2 separate regions of the Mus musculus genome follow, and region 1 is linked to region 2. The links are chromatin contacts, called in public Micro-C maps. All regions are on one chromosome and are shown on one strand. Each heading gives the region's core, a stretch centred on a gene start, on an enhancer-like site or on the middle of the called end of the contact. The rest is flanking DNA. Distances are from core to core; before and after follow the strand shown.

Region 1 (4,048 bases), core at 1,039-3,538, 230 kb before region 2:
GGTAAAGGCCATTTGTCCAAAACTTGACCCCTACAGGGTCCCACCATTGACATCCTGAGAAATCCTGACACAATTCTCATGTGGTATGAGCTGGCGAGATGGCTCAGCAGTTAAGAGTGGTTGCTGCTTTTGCAGAGGACATGGGCTTGGTTGTCAGCACCCACAAGATGGCTGTGTAACTCCAATTCCAGCCTCTTCTGGTCTCCGTGGGCTCTACATGGTATACATACATCCAACAAAACATCCATACATAAAATAAGTAATATTTTTTTAAGGACACAATAATGACACCACTTCTTCACAGGAGAGGTGAGTTCTCCATCAGTTAATTTTTTAAAAATAAGAAATGAAGCCACCAGACCAAATTATTTTACCAGTATCAAACAGTGTGTATTTGCAGCAGAGGTCTAATATGCAGCCTTCAACCAGTGACAGGTTAAGATAACTGACTTTTAGCTCCCCAAACCTTTCTGCTGGACTCATACAAGCACTATCCAAAAGGGGACTTAATTTGGGGGTGAAGACAAGCAACAGATAGTGGCACTCAAAACACTTTGGAGTACAGCATCTTAAGTGAGGATGGTGGTCTGGGTTGCCTGGGGAGAACCAAGCCCCAAGAGCAAACCACAGATTTCATAACACTTTACAGCTCTTTCTGCAGAGTAGCTTGCCTCTCTCTTCCTCTTCCTTCCCTTCCACATGACCCTCACGGTTCTTTTCCCCACCAGAAAATAGTGTAGCATTGTTACTGCCATAGTTTGGCAACATTACATGTCCCAACCACAGTGACTGGCACAGAGCAGGCAGCAAATATTTATTGAATGGAGCAAAGAAAAAAAAACTGTTCCTATGGTCAAATAGGGACCTTAAGTACTGCTTCTAACCTAGTGGAATAAGAAATACACTGGTGTAAAAATGACCGTTTAAGAGCCCAGTCTAAGTTGAAGAAAGACAACAGTAAAACCTTATGCCCCAAGCCAGTATGCCTCAACAACAACTGCTTAATATATGTTATACAAATACCGAGCTCAGAGAGCATATTTTAATATTTTAGACTATAAAAGCAAACACTATTGCCTAGATTAGGTCATCTGAACACGAATAGCAATTTTGGTTTTTAATCCTCTCAACATTGTAAGGTGAGAACGGGAGGATATAGAAGATGGGAGACATCTCCCCGAAGTCCAGCCTGCCAAAGTCCCCAAATGTCACACTCCACGGAGAAATGTCCTTTAAAACACGGCCAGTAATTAACAAATACCAGTTTACACCAAATCATTAAGAATTCACAGCCAGCATACACAAAGGGAACGCCAAGGCTAAATCAAATGGCTTCAAAGACGATTCCTGATCATTTTACCTTTTTTCCTTCTGGATGGGCACCCGTGACCAAAGACTTGGCTACTAGTTCAGCTACTCTCACATTCTTTATAATGTGAAAATCTCTAGCGTTTCATGACAGCACAACTATCGGGGCCAGAGAAAACCAAAAGCAACAGGGACCCTCTCCCCTTAGCCACTACTGGGGGGAGAGGGAGGGGGAGGGGGAGTAGATGGGGGGGGGGGCTCTGATCCCTAGAGATTCACTGCAGTGTTAAATCCGTGGGATTTCAGGAACAAACCTACCGATTCCAAAAAACAGGTTAAGCATCTCGTCCACCATGAACTAGTTCTGCGCCCCTGCACCACCTCCTTTGTCTCAACTGTCCCTGAAAACTCGCATTCCAGTGCCCTCCAGTAAACAAGCTAACTAAATGAAAAAGAGGAGGACGTTCTAAGTCTCGCTCTCTTTTAGTTTTAGGGTGAAATGCAGCAGGGTTTCTGGAGCCTCTTTCCTCAGCGGGGAGCAGGCCAGGCTCCACAGCGCGAGGACCTCGAGCCCCCTGGGCCGGCGGCCGAACGGCGCGCAGACCCCCGGCCACGCCGCCCCCGCGACCCCCGCCCGGCTTCGGGCTTCGGCTCCGGCCTCACCTCCGTGGATGGGCAGCGGTGCCAGCACCTGGCCGCGGACCTCGGCCTTGGGTGAGTCGAGCCCGTAGCGCCCGCGGTCGATGCGGAACGTGAGCGGGGTGCCGCGGCCGGGCTCCTGCACCGTCACGTTGATGAGCGCCGTGTAGTACTCCTGGCTCGCGTTGTCCGCTCGCGTCGGCCACAGGCTGCAAGTCAGCAGGGCCAGCGCCGCGAGCCGGGCCGGGCCCGCTCGCGCCGCGCCGCTCATGGTCCCTCCGGCCGCCGCCGCCGCCGCCGCTCGCGGACCGGGCTCCGGGGCCGGTGCTGAGAGGCGGGGCGGGCGCGGCCCGGGCTGCGGCGGGAGCGCGCGCGCGCCTCGAAACGAGCCGGGCACGAGCACGGCCCTCCTCGGCGCCGCGGCTCCGCCGTTCGCCGCCCTCACGTCCGCGGCCCGCGCGCGAGTGCGCGCCCGTGGATCTCTCAGGGGAAGGACGGCGCGTCAGGCCGTGTGCTGTCAGGGCACCTGGAATGCCCAGGGACTAGGCCTGCGGACAGGGCCCCTGAGAGGACTCGGAGTGGTGGGAAGGAGTGGTCCCCACTGCTCGGGGAGGGTCAGCAACGCCGCCTCAGGCGCGTGCCCGCCGCCGCCCCATTCCCTCCAGCAGAGCGGCAACGCGCAAGCCCGATGCGCAAACCCGTCCGCTGCGCGTGCGCAATAGGCGCTGCCTGCTCCCGCCCTCCCGCACGAGGGCCAGGGGCGGTCCAGTCACCTGCTTGCTGGCACTGGGTTCAGTGAACTGCCCCGGGCTTCATACCCCGCTATGACCTGGATCTGTGAAGCTTTCCAAGAACCTATAGAGATGTTGGAGATACCACTAAAAGAAACTAAGCTAATCGTTAAGGTTTTAAATTAAATGTCTGTGAGAGCTAACATTTCCACTGGGTTGGTTGCATGCTGTACAATAATTGACATCAGTCGGGAGAGTGCCTTTGCGTTTGGGGCCCAGTAGACTTGGACCCAATAAGGCATCTGAGTGGTTAGCAAGGTCTGTTAGAGACGGATGTTAACTTCATCAGGTTGGTATGGTCCTCTTCCCCCACTCCCCCCTCCCCGCCCCCAGAATACCCAGAGCCACAGGCCTTCACTTCCTTTTTGTAAAATGGCATAGTACCACGGCATTTAACAAGGACTCTGCTCTGTTTCTTCAGTAATTGGGCCTCTCCTCACTGGGTGAAATGGACCCCAGTACCTATTCTCAGGATGAGACCCCGGAGGTGCCTGCCAAAGAGTCACAGGCTATGTTTGGAGCCTGCATCAGACTATCTCTAATATGAATCTCCTTTCCCCTCCCATTTGTTGGTCTAATCTTCCCTTTGCTAAAAATGTGTATGGTATTAGCAAGGGTTTTTAGTGTGTGGGGTGCTGATGCCCCTGACGAGAAGTGATAGAAGTCCACACACACCTGATACAAAACCAGGGTAGAGGAAGGAGTAAACAACGAAAATAATTTTATGGTTGGGGTCACTACAACATAAAGAACTGTATTAAAGGGTCACAGCATTAGGAAGGTTGAGAACTACTGGTGTAACAGTATATGGGAAATGAGAATGTAGTGTTTAGGGTACTTGGGTGTGGGGGGCTTCCTGGAGGATGTGGGCTGAAGTCTGAATAGAGCCCTCAGATGCCTGTCAGTGAGCTACCCTCATGCCCACCTTGACAGGGCCATTTCTCTATCTCTACCACTTTCTTTGTCTCTTAAACCTCTTTGCCTGTCTCTCTTCCCATTTCTCAGTTCATAAGAATGCCTAGATCACCTGTTTGTCCCATGTCAAATTCCCTTCTTGCCAAGCTCCACTAAGATCTCAGCTACCACCTTTGCAGGTCCCAGATTCTATTAAGAGCTTTTGTCTGTCAGGATTTGATCTGCTTGCTACCTCTAGGTGTATAAGGACAAGTGTGTAAGGCCCATGGAACAGTGCTTGGGGGACTCCAGGGGTCAAAGCCTAAGCATGGCCCCATGGGCAGTGCTGAAACTCTCAGAGAGTTGTCTAGTTTTCCAAAGTCTGTCTCCTCCTCCCCTCTCCTCCCCTCCCACTC
Region 2 (4,241 bases), core at 791-3,290:
GCTTTGAATGAAAGCAGCAGACATGGCCCAGGACATTGAAATGACCTTAAGGTTCCTATTCAGACAGGCCTCCCTGGGGCTCAGTTTCCCCCAAATGTAGAGTGAAACTGATTCAATATTTGTTGTACCCTTGTGCCAAAAACACGATCATTATCATTTTTTTTTCTGTAAAAGTCACTAAATTGCAAGTGAAAACGACCATAAAAGGAAAGCCAGTATCCAGTGCAGAACACGAAGTCCAAGAGCACCCAGACCAGTATGCTCAATTCCAGGCAGCTGGCTGGGTCAGACATCAGCAAGGACGGCTTCAAAAAAAAAAAAAACCCTGAAGTTTGAGGAGTTAACCTCGCCTAGCTCATCTGGCTCCTTTGATTCTGGTTCTGAATAGGCGCACAGCTGGGCCAAGACTTCTACTGCATCCTAGACATTCTTTGGTGACCTCAAAGCACTTCTCATACTCAGTCACAAATCAATACCAAAGTCTAGAAAGGAGACGGGTTGGTTATAACCCAAACCCCATCTCTTCCAAAGGGTTGGAGGAGACAGTTCTCCAGAGCTTGGAAAGACACAGAAGAAAGGCAGACGCCAGGAGGAAACAGGGTGGGAAGCTGAGGTGGTTGATGGTGGAGATGCAGGGCCATCTGAGAGGCTCAGCAAGGAAAGCCCTGGAGCTCAAGTAGTTTCAGGTCTCTTGCTAAAGTCTGGTTCTAAAGCCACCGGTGGCTAAAGATCTACAAGAACTCAAACGGGGGGGGGGGGCGGGCGGGGGGCGGGTTGAATCTGACAAAACTTATACATTTGTTTCATTTCAGTGTCCAGAAACGCCTGAAGCAACCTTTCACACACGTTGCCAAAGGATGCCCAGGAGTCCTAAGATTCTGTCTGAGGATCCAGGATTTTAAACTGACCCCGGCTCTCTCTGGATGAGGCTGCGTCCCCATGGTTCCTGCCTAATCCTTGCTCTGTGGTTCCTTTCTCCTGGTCTCCTGGCTCATGAAACAAGGCCTGTACAGACCTTGGCTTTGGACTCACCCACTGGCACACCCCACCCCACAAGCCTTCAGCAAAGTCAGAGAGGCGCCTTTCATGGCTTCAAAAGTTCCACCAGGTTCTCCAGCCGCAGGGGGCTGGAGTGGGTAACTGAATCCTACTCAAGGCAGGAAAAAAAAAAGCGCACAGTGACCTTTTGTCCCAGAAGTTCCCGGCTTTCCCCGGCCAGCCAGCCAGCGGAGGCGGCCCAGCCAGCCAGGAGGGTAAGGAATTGCAGATGTGCGCCCAGGGCGGCCGCCTCCCTTCTGCTCTCAAAACCCGGCTGGACACCTCGGCGTCGCTCCGGGCTGCGCAGCTATCCGGTCCAGGGCTCCCGCTCCTAGCTTTGGGCCAAGGCTCCGGGGAAGTCACTATCTATCCTGTCGCCAAGAGCTCGTTCCAGCAAAGCTTTTCCACAGTTCCCACCCTTCTAGGGACAGGAGATTCTTTTTGAGTCGCAAGCAAGATGGGCAAACCTTTCTGAGCGCACCAGGAGCTGTTTGGGACGCCCCGGGGCGGGCTGCTGACACCGCACAGGTGAGGTCTCCTGTCCTCGGTGGGCGCGGCAAACTGGGACTCTGGACCACCACTCCGAGCCCGGAATGATGAGGTTGCTCGTGGCGGCCTTTGTGGGCCAAGTGAAGGAAGCACCCTCCTGGTGGAGACACCTCTGTGTTGCGGGGCTCCTTTTCTGGGACCTGCCTCGTTGCCCCTGCTCTGTGAGGTCCTGGCTTGGTTCCTCTTACACGGAGTTTAGTCGTCCTCCTCCCCACGCCCCCATGTCCCCGAGACGTCACTCTGGGTCCGCGCGCGGGGAAGGAAGGCCTGGCTAATGAAAGCCCCACAATCGCCGCCCCTAGCAGGTCCCCTGTGCCTGGCTCTCTGGCCTAGGCTCTGAGGGAGAAGGCCGCTGTGCACTCACCGCACATGGTGGCTCCGATCGCTCCAGACGCTCAGACGACTCGCTGCGCCTCGCGCTCCCTGGCTCAGGCTCCCGCCGCTCGGTCTCCTGCCCTTATAGCCAGCCAGTAGCCCTCCGAGAGGGGTGGGGCTGGGGCGGAGCCTCCTGCCGCCTGCTTGCTCCTTATTGGTTTCTGGTTGTCGTGACAACAGCGGGGGGCCCCCAAGACTCAGGGTAAGGGGTGAGGGGCGGCTCCCAAGCTCCAGTCTCTACTGTAAGGGGAGGGAGGAAGCCCAATCGGTGGTAAACACCTTGAGTTGGAATTTTGAGTCAGTCATATTAGACGTGAAACTTTAGCAAGGGGGACAGATCGCTCCGTGCCTCAGTTTCTTCATTTGTAAAATGTGATAATAATAAAATGTACCTCTCAGATCCTCCTGAGGTTAAGGCCAGACAGACTGTGTAGACACAGAGTACAACCAATCTGTCTCTCTCTGTCTCTGTCTCCCTCTCTGCCTTTCTCTCTCTGTCTCTCTGTCTCTCTCTCTGTCTCTCTGTCTCTCTCTCTGTCTCTCTCTCTCTCTCTCTCTCACACACACACACACACACACACACACACACACACACACACACAGAGTGGACTCCTATTCTTGCAACATGCCCCACTCACTATTCCAAACTTCTTTCAGAGCAAGAAAAAGTAGCACACACTAGGCTTGTGAACTTCTTCCAAGCCTGCCAGGAGCAAACTGGGCTTGGCTGAAAAAGGGAGAAAATTGAAGCTCCTTATTAAGATATAAGATATTGACCAAGATGTGCCAGAGCCCGGACCTGAGAGGTGCAGGGGGTAGGCATCCCCCAGGTCTAAAGGAAAGCTGGGCCGCCCCGGAAACCGCCCCATAATGGAGATGCGCTGGCAGACCCGTCTGGCAAGCCGTGAGCCTGCATCCAAGCCAGGGGCTCCACCGCCCCACAGTGACCTGGAGCCTTGGTTCGACCCTGCGACGGATGAGTCACGAGGCTGGCTTTCCCCCGCCCTAGTTCCCGGCTGTCTCCTCCTCTCCTCTCTGTTCTCCAGCCCCCTCATCTCCTGAGAAAAGACCTGGCCCAATATTTGCTCACTTTGAAGCCATCTGTGTGTGCATGGTTTAACTTAAATAAATAAATAAATTGTTGAAATCTAAATCAATGGTATTCCCCAATTATAGTTTTTAAAGAGAAAAACTAGCGTAAGTCTTGTGTTTGGCGTTTTTTTTTTGTTTTGTTTTTTTTTTTTTCCGTAGCTTTGCAGCTCCCTGGGAATGGAGGTGTTGTGCCCACTGAGGAGTTTGAAATTCGATGGTACTGACTGAGAAGGTTGGGCTGAATCATCTGATGCCTAAAGCTGACTCAGGAGCAGCACTGCTCCTTCACCTCAGCGACGCAAGGTGACACTCATTCATTCATTTACCCATTCATCATTCATTCCCAAATCTGCACTTCACATCTCTCCTGGTGATAGGAACTTAATGAATGAAGACAGATCCAGCCTCCTGGCTCTTACAAAACAATGGGTGGGGCAGACACTAAGCTGGTGGTCACATAGGAAATTGGACATCTGACATCTCTGTAGAGAAGGCCCTGGGCTGGGCAGAACTCCACAGAAGGGGACAAGAAACAGGCCTTCTACTGGCACCAAAATACCAGGATCCCCGTGTCCTTGCATAGTGCATATCTGTCCTCCACTTTTATTGTAATTTTGTGTCTCCATATGAAAAGTGGCAGGGGTGACTGCTATGACCCCTGGAGGCATCCTTTGCTTTTGGGACCAGTAGGCCTGGGAGCCTTTGGAAGAGTCATAGCCACTGGACTCACCTGGCTCTAGGATTGGTCAGGGATTTTATGTGACCATGCTCAACAACCTCCTGCATTTGGAGACATAGAGGAAACAGAAAAGAACAGATTCTCTTGGTACAGCTGTATGGGGGATAGTTTGGGGAGTTAGTGATCACATTTGGGATGAGATAGAGGGTGTCTAAGAGTGGAACGAGCCAGAGTAAATTGGATCCTTAGATGGACAAAGTTACACATTTCCAGAGCCCTGACTGTTCATGGATTTTTTTCATAATCACAGCTCTGTGGTTTAAACATGTCCCCAAAGCAAGTGCTGTGTGATACAATTTTCAATGATCTACTATTACCAGGCAGGACCTCTGAAAATCGATTGGGCTACGAAGGCTGCACCTCCACCAACAAATTAATGCTAATTAAAAGAGTGCACGGACCTTTGAGTATAGCCTCTCACATCCTCTAGATCGAGGTTATCTTCCTG

The links. A called contact is a pair of places that touch in the nucleus more often than the background predicts.
Region 1: a Micro-C map of embryonic stem cells shows a contact between it and region 2, with 2.1 times the contacts expected there. The contact joins the promoter of Rnf130 here to the promoter of Gfpt2 in region 2. A contact is called at or near these places in 2 of 39 promoter capture datasets (hippocampal neurons and neural stem cells) and 1 of 484 Hi-C or Micro-C datasets (embryonic stem cells).

What each region holds. Positions count from the first base shown.
Region 1 is chr11:50,023,571-50,027,618 of GRCm38.p6, reverse strand. It overlaps Rnf130 (ring finger protein 130), which reads right to left and starts at 2,288. Exons shown (of 9, transcript NM_021540.4): 1 at 1,972-2,288. The coding sequence starts at 2,218.
Region 2 is chr11:49,791,954-49,796,194 of GRCm38.p6, reverse strand. Gfpt2 (glutamine fructose-6-phosphate transaminase 2) reads right to left here and starts at 2,040. Exons shown (of 19, transcript NM_013529.3): 1 at 1,952-2,040. The coding sequence starts at 1,958. It overlaps Gm36507 (a long non-coding RNA gene), which reads left to right. Exons shown (of 4, transcript XR_003949545.1): 4 at 813-1,957.